Linked DNA regions of Zea mays: region 2 is linked to region 1. The links are chromatin contacts, called in public Hi-C maps. All regions are on one chromosome and are shown on one strand. The core of a region is the stretch at or near the end of the contact, and the rest is flanking DNA. Distances in the headings are between cores, read along the strand shown. Region 1 holds the start of LOC100279218. Region 2 holds the start of LOC100281798.

Region 1 (5,627 bases), core at 1,014-3,513:
CAGCATTGAAACCTAAAGACCATAGTAACACAAGTTAGGAGAGGATATAGGGGAAGAAAGTCAGTAGCATGAAGAACATGAAGGTTGTAAAAAGGAATTTAAGCAAATATTTATTATTCCTAAAATATTTCATGTTTCTACTTCCTAAACAGAAGTGCAATTTTTAGATAAAAACGGCCAATATCTTAGCAAGCTGAAACAAAACTGGAAATACACCCCTTTCATTTTCGGTCCATTGAGTCCATATCACGAATGGAATAGATAATTAATTAAAATACCTGAGGCGATTCCAGCAGCTGATCCGGCAGCAACAAGAGCAATTCTTCGTTCCCTATTGTTCTCCATCATTTCCGCACACCCATTTGCGCATGATTTACCAATATCAACACTGGGTCCTTCTGGCCCCAGTGAACACCCTGTCCCTAAAGTAATTGCGGCTTGGATAGCTTTGATTGTGGGAAAAATCGCAGCCATGAAATCAATACCCTCCCTTTGAGATGATAAGGATTGCTTTATCTGCTCAAAAATCTCCAATAATCCATGCATCATGCCCACAACTACTCCACCAGTCACTGGAATTAACAATATCCTATGCCAGGTATCAGCAAGCCTCTGCAGACGAAGCCAAGCAGCACCCTCAGTGGGAGTGCCTGCCCATGCCCATTCATGTATGACATGTACCTGAAAAGGTCAGGCAGCCACTTCTGAGATAGTGACAGACATTCGGGAAGGTCCAAATAATAACTCTGTGTGAATGAAAAAAAACCACAGCCAAACACAGTTGTATACCTCTTATACAATGACTATGTGTTCTTCCAAATTAACATATTCTCCTTTTGATTTGAATAGCTGATTTAAGTACACATCGCAAATAATGTGCAACGGATCTAGATCTAACCCTGTATTGAAAATTGCTTGCTAGTTGCCAGTGACTCAACATCACAGTAAGTGAGCAAACAGGTGAGTAAAATCACCTTGATTGTATATAATAAGGGAAAATATTCAGTGCAAACCCTCTACTCAGTTGAACCGTGAAAACCCTTTAGAAAAACATACTTAGGAGTTCTAAAAAAATGGAACTACGCACATCCATAATGCAACATATAGATATACATTACTTGCACTAAATGATAAAGCAAAACCAAATGGAGTGGAATAACCAAGATATCACCCCAAAGAACACCAGTTACTCAAAAAAAATCGTGTTGATGAGTCACTTGTAACACTAACTAGTAAAACAACATATCAAGCAATCTTTACAAATGGTTACCTTAAATTCTGTGTCTGTGAGTGTGTTTGTGTGTGCATCATACATTGTTTTTAAGCATTTTGGGGAAAATAAAACATCCAACCACCTAATCAATTCAGTATTAGCAAACGCTATCTGATAATAAATTCACGGCATATAAATCAGGACACAGCCAGGTCGTTCACAAAAATCACCAGCAACAAAACAGTAGCCGGCTAATAGCAGTATAGCACTAACATACAACATAAGATTCTGCCTGCAAACCCTTAGCCTCACACAGTGTAGTCGAAATCGAAATACTGTGAGACATGGTACACCATCCCCACGGTATGAAATTTCGTATTTAGGAGACACCAAAAGATACATTGAGGCCTCCAGTATCCAATAAACAGCAACGCAAGCCGTAATAAAGTAATTAACACCAGCATACGAGTGGGAATTTCCAAAATATGCATACGACTCGATTCTTCCGTGAGATGAAGAAACAACGCGGCCCCCCACATGGAGAGGTCTTGGCACTCACCCCGCGATTGAACACAGCGACGCAGATGCCGGTGGCGAGCCCAAGAAGGCATCCTACGAGCAGCAGCGCCCACTCGGGCGGCGCGCCGTCGCCGAGCTCGTCGCTATCCTCCTCGGGCCTCCTCGGTGACGCCCCGGCCTCGCCGCCGCCGTGCCCCGCGTCCGCGCCGCCGCGGCTTCGGTTGGAGAGCCGGCGGTCCAGGTTGCGCAGCAGGTCCCGCACGCGGCTCCGGCGCGGGGTCACGGCGGGCGAGTCCGGGTCCGACGAGGACGGCAGCGCCGCCGCGCTCGCGCGCAGCGGCTCGAGGTCGCTCCCCGCCATGGCGACACCAGCGGCGGGAGGAGGAAGGCCCGGACTCAACAAGGTCGCATGAGGGTGCCGCCGGATCTAGGGCTCGTTTTCCCGCGCCGGATCTCGTCGGTTGTTGGCGATGAGGCGACGCGGGGCGGAGAGAGGCAGGGCAAGCCGGAAGCGGACGAGGAAAGCAAAGCTAGGTGGGTGTGGTGTGGCCGTGGGATTGAGATCCTCTACAGACGCTGCCAGGTGAGCCCGGCGGGTACCCGGACCCACATGCAGTCACAAATGCCCTCTGCAGTGGCTGCAGAGGTACGCGCGTGTTTTGCATATAGCCCCCGTGCGAGTTCGTATTCACAAGCACGCGCCCTCCACGGGTTTGTCGTCGTTGTCGGGGTGCGTTGGGCCGACAAAGACAGGCACTGGCCCATTGACCACTCAAGTTGTTTCGGTAGGCCTCCACTCCACTACAGGCCCACGTGGATCTGGCAGTAAAGAGCAGAGGTGCCAGTCCTACAGTTCATGTAGACGAAGCTTAAGACTGGCCGCAGCGCCGCACGCTACGGCGCGCGCTCGCTTGCATGCCGGCTACAGCGCACGCGCTATCGCCCGCAGCGCAGCACGCTATCGCGCACTCCACCGCGCGGGACTCTTCTCTCTCCCCTCAGCTGCAGCGTGCGCGCGCTCCCCCCTACCACTGTTCCTGTGGGCCCGCCTTCAATTAATAGTAGAAGAAAAATTGATAGTAGATGAAAAGTAGGTATAGAAAATGATATTTTATATTGTAGTGGGATATAGGGGGAGTATTTAGGGGAAACCACTGCGGGAGATGAAAAAGTAGGGGATACACTGTTGATGATGTGACCCAGAAAAGTGATATAGGGGGAAAAATTTAGAGGGAACCGCTGCGGATAGCCTAACAGAGGCAGGAAGCAGGATTCAGGGAGCATGGAAAGATGATCCTTTGGACGAACAAAAAGTCTGCTAGCCTCCCTTTGCTACTGCTTCTTTCGGACAAAAAAAAACATTGTTTTTTTTCCTTTCTTTCTGCTTCGCGTTTGCTTTCGGTGAAAGAATCGTTTCATTGGGAGAAATGACGCGAGATCAGATCCAGACGTCGCCATTTCCACAGACAAACCTTGCATCAAAAGTGAAGGCCTTTTGGCATTCGGATTTGCCCATAGATGCATGTATTTTTTGAACAAACATAGCACTTCCCAGCAGCTCAATCTGAACTCGAGATGATTAAAAAAAAAGGAAGAACACCTTCATTTCTGAAAGTTCAGCACCTCCACTTACTCGTAACACCTGCGCTAAAATAAGTTACAGACGGTGGCATCATTGACCTTGGATATTATACTACTGATATCTCTAACAAATCTGTAGCTTGTGAAGACTTACAGGTTCAGAAATAAATAGGGCCGTGAAAACTTGTGAACCCTTTTTTTGTAGGGTTAGGGTCCCTTCTTTGTAATACAGCACAGGGATGTCAAGATTTGTATTGCATTCTCTTTGATAATATGACATACCTATACTCGAGATTAAAGCCGTATTTTGTGCACAGAGCTGGTAACATACAACTGAGAGATGATTCTAGGCACATCCAAACAAGAAAAAGTGGATTACAAATGGCTTCTTCGGCTGATCCAGTCCAGTGTAGCAAAAATAGCAATTTAACATTAAGTGACCATGTCAGTCTGAAGAAAGATAACAGATACACTTTGCAATTCTCAATAATATAACTTACCAAAGCCTGTAATAAGCACGCCATTTCCACTCCAATACAATTTGCCGAACAAACACAGTAGTACCATTGCTCCTAAACTCTAACAAAGCCAGGCTGTAGTATCTAGATCAGATGGAGCACTTACAACTCTGACCAATTGGAACTGGAAACAGATACTGCACTCCTACTTGGAACTAAACACGTCACTAGTTTACCCAAAACCACCTCATCTCGTAAACTACGCCCATCACAGGTACGCACAGCTGTGAACGAATCTGTCTGCAGACTGTGGAATACATCAATCAATCTTTACGGATGAGAAGAGGTAGTGCACAAAGGCGAATGATGTCAAAAAGCCAATGGTTCCGGTTGTCAGCATGATTGCAAATGCCATGAGGAATGAGTAGCAAACATAAAGCATTGCAGAGACAGGCCCGCTCAGGCTTCTGAGGTCAAAGACCAAGTAGTTGATGGAGTAGAGAAACACGTAGACAGCGACAGAACCAGAGGCGAAGAAAGCCTTCCACCACCACCTCCAGTCCTCCACACAGAGGTTCATGTATGTTAGTACAACGGACACCTCGGCACAGACAGCAACAAGCAGCAGCAGGACAATCAGCAGGAAACCAAACACATAGTAGAACCTTCCAAGCCATATGCTCGATAGAATGAAGAAGAGCTCAATAAACAGGGTACCAAATGGCAGTGTTCCTGCACCAAGGACAAGAAGCCACGATGGATACTTCCTTGCTGGGATCTCTCTGGGGATCTGATTGGTCCGAACCGGGAATTCTATTTTCTCCGCTCTTGTACCAAGAAAACCACCAACAAGCGTCAATGGCACAGAAATGCAGAACCATAGAGCCAGGAGGGTGAAAAATAGTGAGATAGGTAAAGCCCCAGTGCTCTCACTTTTCCACAACACAAAGTTTAGGACAGTAAGGACCGTAAACATGACACCAGGGAAAAAGCAAGCAGTCAACCAGGACACTGATCTCCATCCTTCGGATGTGCCCTTAATAGTCCTCCAGAACCGAACACTGACATACCCACTTGCAATACCAAGGAAAAGATATAGAACAATCATCCCAGTAAGGAGCATTCCTCTTGAGGCTGGAGACATGAACCCAAGTGTGGCAAAAACGATTGTTACGACTGCCATGCCCAAAATCTGAACCCCATCACCAATCATTATGCATAACAGCTTGGAGCAAGATGGCTCTCTGAATACATCACCGACGACGAGCTTCCAACCAGATAGTTCCTCATTCATCTGAGCTTGCGCTTCCTTGTCAAGCTCTTCATACCTAGTCAGGTCCCTCCTAACAGTTCTGAGGAATATAACAAAGACAATTCCAGCCAAGAACAAGATCACCAAGAGGGAGTTCATTATAGAGAACCAGTGGACCTTGGCGCCAGCCTCCATCTTCAGATAGACATCCCACCTAGATGGCCACCTGATGTCGCTCTTGACAAACTCAACATCATAAGTGAACGTGATCCTCTCCTGTTGCCTGATCACTTGAGACTTCTTAAGCTCCACGGGGCAGTCCACCGGATCAATGTTGTCGTACATATTAAGCTTAGAAAAATCATCGGCGTTACGCTTCACGCTGCAAGGCACAACCTGAAATCCAACAATCTGATACCCAGACATCCCATTCTTGTCCGTCTCTGAGATGACAGCAGATCCTTCTTCTCCGGTGCCAATGATTTCCACATTTCTACCCTCATACTCATGGACCAAGACCTTAAACTTCAAGTGGTTGATGATATAATCATCCGAGGCACCGGGTGGAGAGTAACCAACAGGAAAACCAGTCCACTGTACCGTG
Region 2 (5,627 bases), core at 1,472-3,971, 140 kb before region 1:
TGGCACTCAAAATAACATATGATTGATAATTTAGGGTGCTGAAGTCTCTGAATCAAGAAAGAGTGAGCCTTGTAATAACGATTATCATGAAGTTAATGAACAGAAGAACAAGGTTAATCTAATATGAACATGTAGTGTTCATTGTTTTCCTGGTAAGTTTGAGTGTAACTGCCTGAATTTGAAATTTACAAATGACAGGATGAACGAATGGGCTTGCATAGCCTTGAAATGTTGAAGGTAAGAGCAAACCTTGAGGAAAGGTTAAAGAAAAAAGGGCTCTATAATTTGACACGCTCGAAGCCAGAGAAGTCGTCAAAAACCAGGACAACTAGTGATAAGTGAGTTATTAGCTATGCATTTCTTCTGTTACATAATAACGTTTTTTTTTGTTTCTTTGTGGTTTTAGTAATATTTGTCTGTTATATGTAGAAGTGGCCTGCAGACATTGGATGATTTTGATGATGAAGTGCTGAAGAATAACCAAATGATGAAGCCTAGCAAGCTTGTTGCAGCAGCTGCTAAATCAAATAAAAGCATGGTATGATACACTACTCAGTTACAGGTTGTATGTTTCTTGTTCTGCCATTGTGTGGTCCTAGGTTATGGAATGGGATAACATGTAAATCCCCATGCATCAATTGTCTTAGTCATTTTAGGTCGGAAATGATTTCGTGTAGCTATATCTTGACATTAGTGTCCAGGATATTTGTAGTTTCAAAGTAATTTGTCTAGTGAGTTTGAAATTGATGGTGAATTTTACATTCTGATTTTGGATTCTTGTAAGTTTTATTTCAGTTTTAAGCATCTCACCTAAGAAAAAGTATAGGGGGGTAGCATAAGTTGTGTCTTAAGCTTTATCCGGAGTTACAGGATTTTGGTTGTCCGTGTCTAAACCTTTGTTTTGTATCTTCAAGTTTGTTTCTGGTGATGATGACCTTCCGAAGAGAGATAATATCGGAGAAAGACGGAGAAAACATGAGCTTCGCGTCCTATCAAGAGTAGGGGCTAACTCAGCAGAGGATCATGAGCTGCCAGATGGTGACGCTTCTGAAGAGGAGGACCACCATGAGTTGCCAGAAGGTGGTGATGAATCTGAAGACGACATCCATCGGGATGTCAAAAGAAAGAGGACTGAAAAGCTATCAACCAAGAATGCTCTGTACTCGCCGTAAGTTTCACTGATATGCCACACCATGTAACAAATAAGGCCGCTTCTGGTGAATGCTATGCTGCTGCTTATACCTTTTCCCATATGACAGAACTCCGGGCGTTGAACATCTGGAGGAAGAAACAGAAGGCGATGGCAAGAGGACGATTTCGTATCAGGTTAATCTTCACCTGGTGCATCGTGTAACAACACTATAGAATCCGGTTCCCTGTCACACGCTTCTAAGTAAAAAATCCAAACCCTTGCAGATCTTGAAGAACAGGGGGTTGACTCGTTCCAGGAATAAGAAGAAGAAGAACCCGCGGAAGAACTACAGGGTAAGTGGCATAGCATTGCAGTTGTAGTATATGCGTGACCTGTGAGGGAATCCAAACTCTGCCAGGGCGGTAACACATTAGCTTTTCCTTTTTGCAACTCTTTTCAGGATAAGCACAAGAACAAGCTTGTCAAGCGGAAAGGCCAAGTGCGTGATATCAAGAAGCAGTCTGGTCCGTATGGAGGTGAAACGTCTGGCATCAACCCGAATGTCAGCCGCAGTGTTCGGTTCAAGAGTTGAGTTGATGCAAGTAGTATATTTAGGTTGGACATGGAAGGAGTTGTTTCTGGTCTTAACTTGGCATTTTCTTTATTTTTTGTTTGCATGTCATTCGAACGCATAAACTCCAGAATTTGTCTTACGGTATTAGATGAGTACAATTTTGCTTGCGAAAAATATCATTATCACCGTTGCCTGTGTGTGTGAAAACTAGGTGGTATAATTATCAAGGAAATTTGTATATTATTTCGAACCATATATATTAGTAGGGGCTGTTTATTTAGATAAATGTCCTTACCGTGAGACATTGCTAGTAGCATGACAGCATGCATAACATGGCAGCCTTTCATTCTTGACAATAACCAGCTGTGGAACTGATATGGGTCCCTAGGTAATTCTACACATATGCAGCCTGTTCACTTGGCTTTAATCCGAACCCGCTTAGACCTTGTTCGTTTGTGTTGGATTGGTGGGTTAGAAGAATTCCTAGCTGGATTGCTTCTCTAATTTATATAAACTTTAATTAGCTGGAACGATTTCAGGTGCAATCCGACACAAACGAACATATACTACTTCTACAGTGTTTTTGTCTTTAGATTTAAGCTGCAACAGTTTGAATAGCTGTCTTTAATTTGAAGGGAACAACATGATGGTTCTACGTTGACAGCAAACAAAAAAAGTGGTGCCTGATGCGGACTAGCTGAGTAGCTGACCAAAATAGAACCATAGAGGTAGATATCTTGTTCGTCTGTGTACGAAAATTAGTATAACACCAGACTTCTTATTGTTTTGACAACCATAAATCAGACTTCTCATTAATATATTTGCAGTGAGTTTACTAAAATTTAGAAGAAGAAAGAAAGATATCCATTCCGTTCCAGTCCATTTGGCGGCCCAGCCAGCGCATGTGGGGTCCAGTCCAGAGAGGTCTAGAACACCGCGCCACTCTCCAGAAACCACCACGTCCTTCTTTTCTCTTCTTCCTCCTCCCTCGTGATGTGGCCTTACCTGAATTTAAGAACGCCGCTACGGTCACCACTCCCGTGCACTGTTGCACTGACCATCGTCTCACTCATCTCATCACCGCTTTCCGTTTCGCTCGTCCGATCCTCATCACCAGCTCGGGAGGGAGGTCGGGAGAGAGCACGGACGATGTGGCACGCCGCGGCGGCCCCCAACAACCTTCACCCGGCCGTCGCCACAACATCGTCCCCTGCCCTTCGCCGTGCGAGGTGGCCCATCGCTCGACCCTCGTCGTCGGTGAAGGTCCAGTCCTCCACCAGGAACGGCAATGGCTCCGCTGACAACCTGGACCACCTGCAGAGGGCGTCCAAGGGCAGGCAGCAGCGGCAGGGGGCGAGTGCTCCAGGCCCGAGGGCTAGAAGGGTCGTCCGCACCACACCATTCGGTGAGTACCTTGACTTTTGGGGACGAGACGATAACGATACTCTGCTCCGGTAACTTAAACCACAGTTCAGCACCAAATCAATCGAATTGCGCGCGTGCTTTCAGGGCTGTGGTGGGACAGCTTCCCGGAAGCAAGGACGCTGGACCAGATGGTGCGGACCATCATGGACGCCGACGACGCTGACACCGACACCCGCTTCGGCGGCGTCGTGCCTGCGGCGGCGGCGGCGGCCCCCACCGCCGTGCCGCGCGCCGACCACGGGCGGACGCCGTGGGAGGTCAGGGAGCGCGCGGGGGAGTACCTGGTCCGGTTCGACATGCCAGGGATGGCGCGGGACGACGTGCGGGTCAGCGTGCAGGACCGGACGCTCGTCGTGGCCGCAGAGAAGAAGCAACAGCCTGCTGCTGACGGCGGCGGCGACGAGGAGGGAGATAATGAGGAGGAGGCGTGGCCGCCGGCGAGCTTCGGGCGGTACAGGACGCGGGTGGAGCTGCCGGAGAACGTGGACGTGGAGAGGATCGCCGCAGAAGTGAAGGACGGAGTGCTGTACCTCACCATCCCCAAGCTGTCGGCGGGGGCCAAGGTCGTCAACATCCAGGTGCAGTGATGCTGTGGGTCAGATTCATCAGGACGATGAGCACCTGCTGCCGTGCTTTTCGCAGCTTCTAGAATCTGGATGCTTGGGACGAGAGCGATATCGATCTAGCTACCACTCTTCTTTTCACTCTTCTTTTTCTGTTTCGTTCCTCGATTTTGTTTGCTATGTCACACATGGTAAATCTTGGTAGTTGGTGCCAGAAGATAAGGTGTAATCTTTGACCTGTTTGGAACAAATTCCAGAATCGAACGCAAGAGAATTTAAATATTATTCTGCTGCAAGCAACAAAAGCCGCCTCTTAAATATTTGGATGTGCCTCTGCACTTCTCCAAGTTAAAAAGTTGGAAAGGCTGGCTCCTCTCTTATGGGGGAAACCTGAAATTGATTTATTTGGTGTCTATTATCAAATTTCCTAATGGTGTGTTTGGTTTGAGGTCAAAGTAGGATGAGTCGGGGGCGCCACCGTCCCCTCGATTTTTCCCAAAAATCACTCCGGTGTTCACCTCGCCCCCGCTTGACTCGAGTTATTGATATGATAAATTCGCATATTGGGTACTTGTTTTGTTTTGGGTGACTCTGAGGAGAAGAAGAAATATCAATCTTGCTAATTGGCAATTGATGGCACGGAAAAAAATGGTGGTATGGGTATCTCTCAACTTAGAAGTCTAAGCTTATGCCTTTTGGCGGCATGTATCTTTCGATATCACTTGAATGAGCACTATATGAACTTAGGTCTCGTTTAGTTAGAGGGACTAATTTTTAGTCTCTGGTTTTTAGTCCCGTTTAGTCTATATTTTACAAAACAGAAATATTAAAGTAGGGACTAATTAGTTTTAGTCTGTAGTCCCTCACATGAATGCTAAAAGGGACTAAAGGGCACATTTACTTCAATTGCTCTTATCTAGAAAACTGGTGTGGAACAAGAAAAGAGGTATTTTGGTCTTTATGTGTTGCATTTAATGTATTTAGAATCTGTTTAGTCCTTACAACCAAACAGAGTATGGACTAAAGTTTAGTCCTAAGACTAATAGAACCAAACGAGCCTTTAGAATTTAAGCTTATGCATTTTGGCGGTATGTATCTTTCGATATCACTTGAATGAGCACGCTCTTTGTGTTTAGATTGTGTGAACTCAAACATGTTCTGTTGTTCTATATAAGAAAATATCTCCTTTTTGGAAAGGAGTTCTTTAGGCCCCTAAGGTGGCTCATATGGGGGTTAAGTGGAAAGTAGCTAATGGAAAAAGAATCGGATTTTGGGAAGACATTTAGTTTGGTAATTCAATTCTAGCTATACAATTCTGGCCTTTATATATAATCAATAATAAGTAGGAAGCCTCTATTAGTGATATGTGGGATGGGGGTGGAGGTGAAGCTGTCTTTTCAGAAGAAGTGTTTCTGATTACATTAGGATGATGTGGTATGATTTGGTCGTTTTGCTCGAAGGGATATTCTCGATTCAATCATTATATGACTTCATCAGCTTAAGAGGAATTCAACCGGTTTTTATACCTGCAGTGTGGAAACTAACAGTTCCACCTAGGATACATGTATTTATGTGGTTGTTATCAAACAATAAGCTTCTCATTACCATATATTAAAGACGGTAGAAAATCTGTCTCCACGTTCGTCCACGTCATCCTTTCTATCATCAGCCGCATGATTGGCATCGAACGTTGACGAACCAGTTTCCCATTACTGGCACTTCTTCCTCTAGCTTCCAGACGACACCTCGTCACCCTGCGGAGACACGATACTTTCAGATGTCGTGAGGAGAAAAAAAATAAAAATAACGCGTCTTACTCCTGCTCCCAGCCGACCCCCCTCGAGACCTTGACGGCGGTGACATTGGACCTCGCCCGTCTGCCTAGGATCCTTACAGTTTTTTGGTGGTTCGAACCATCATCCGCCGTTCTACG

What was found. A called contact is a pair of places that touch in the nucleus more often than the background predicts.
Region 2: a contact with region 1 is called in a Hi-C map of leaf, with 2.1 times the contacts expected there. The contact joins the promoter of LOC100281798 here to the promoter of LOC100279218 in region 1. A contact is called at or near these places in 3 of 25 Hi-C or Micro-C datasets (ear and leaf).

What each region holds. Positions count from the first base shown.
Region 1 is chr1:187,956,977-187,962,603 of Zm-B73-REFERENCE-NAM-5.0, reverse strand. LOC100279218 reads right to left here and starts at 2,263. Exons shown (of 9, transcript NM_001353877.1): 1 at 1,773-2,263; 2 at 279-681; 3 at 1-12. The coding sequence starts at 2,093. LOC103504716 reads right to left here. Exons shown (of 2, transcript NM_001326459.1): 2 at 3,796-5,627. The coding sequence ends at 4,091.
Region 2 is chr1:188,095,883-188,101,509 of Zm-B73-REFERENCE-NAM-5.0, reverse strand. LOC100281798 reads left to right here and starts at 2,721. Exons shown (of 2, transcript NM_001154718.2): 1 at 2,721-3,111; 2 at 3,216-3,998. The coding sequence starts at 2,856. The coding sequence ends at 3,718. It overlaps LOC100381768 (Sas10/U3 ribonucleoprotein (Utp) family protein), which reads left to right. Exons shown (of 17, transcript NM_001174569.1): 11 at 35-112; 12 at 199-338; 13 at 433-538; 14 at 915-1,168; 15 at 1,260-1,326; 16 at 1,417-1,485; 17 at 1,593-1,824. The coding sequence ends at 1,724.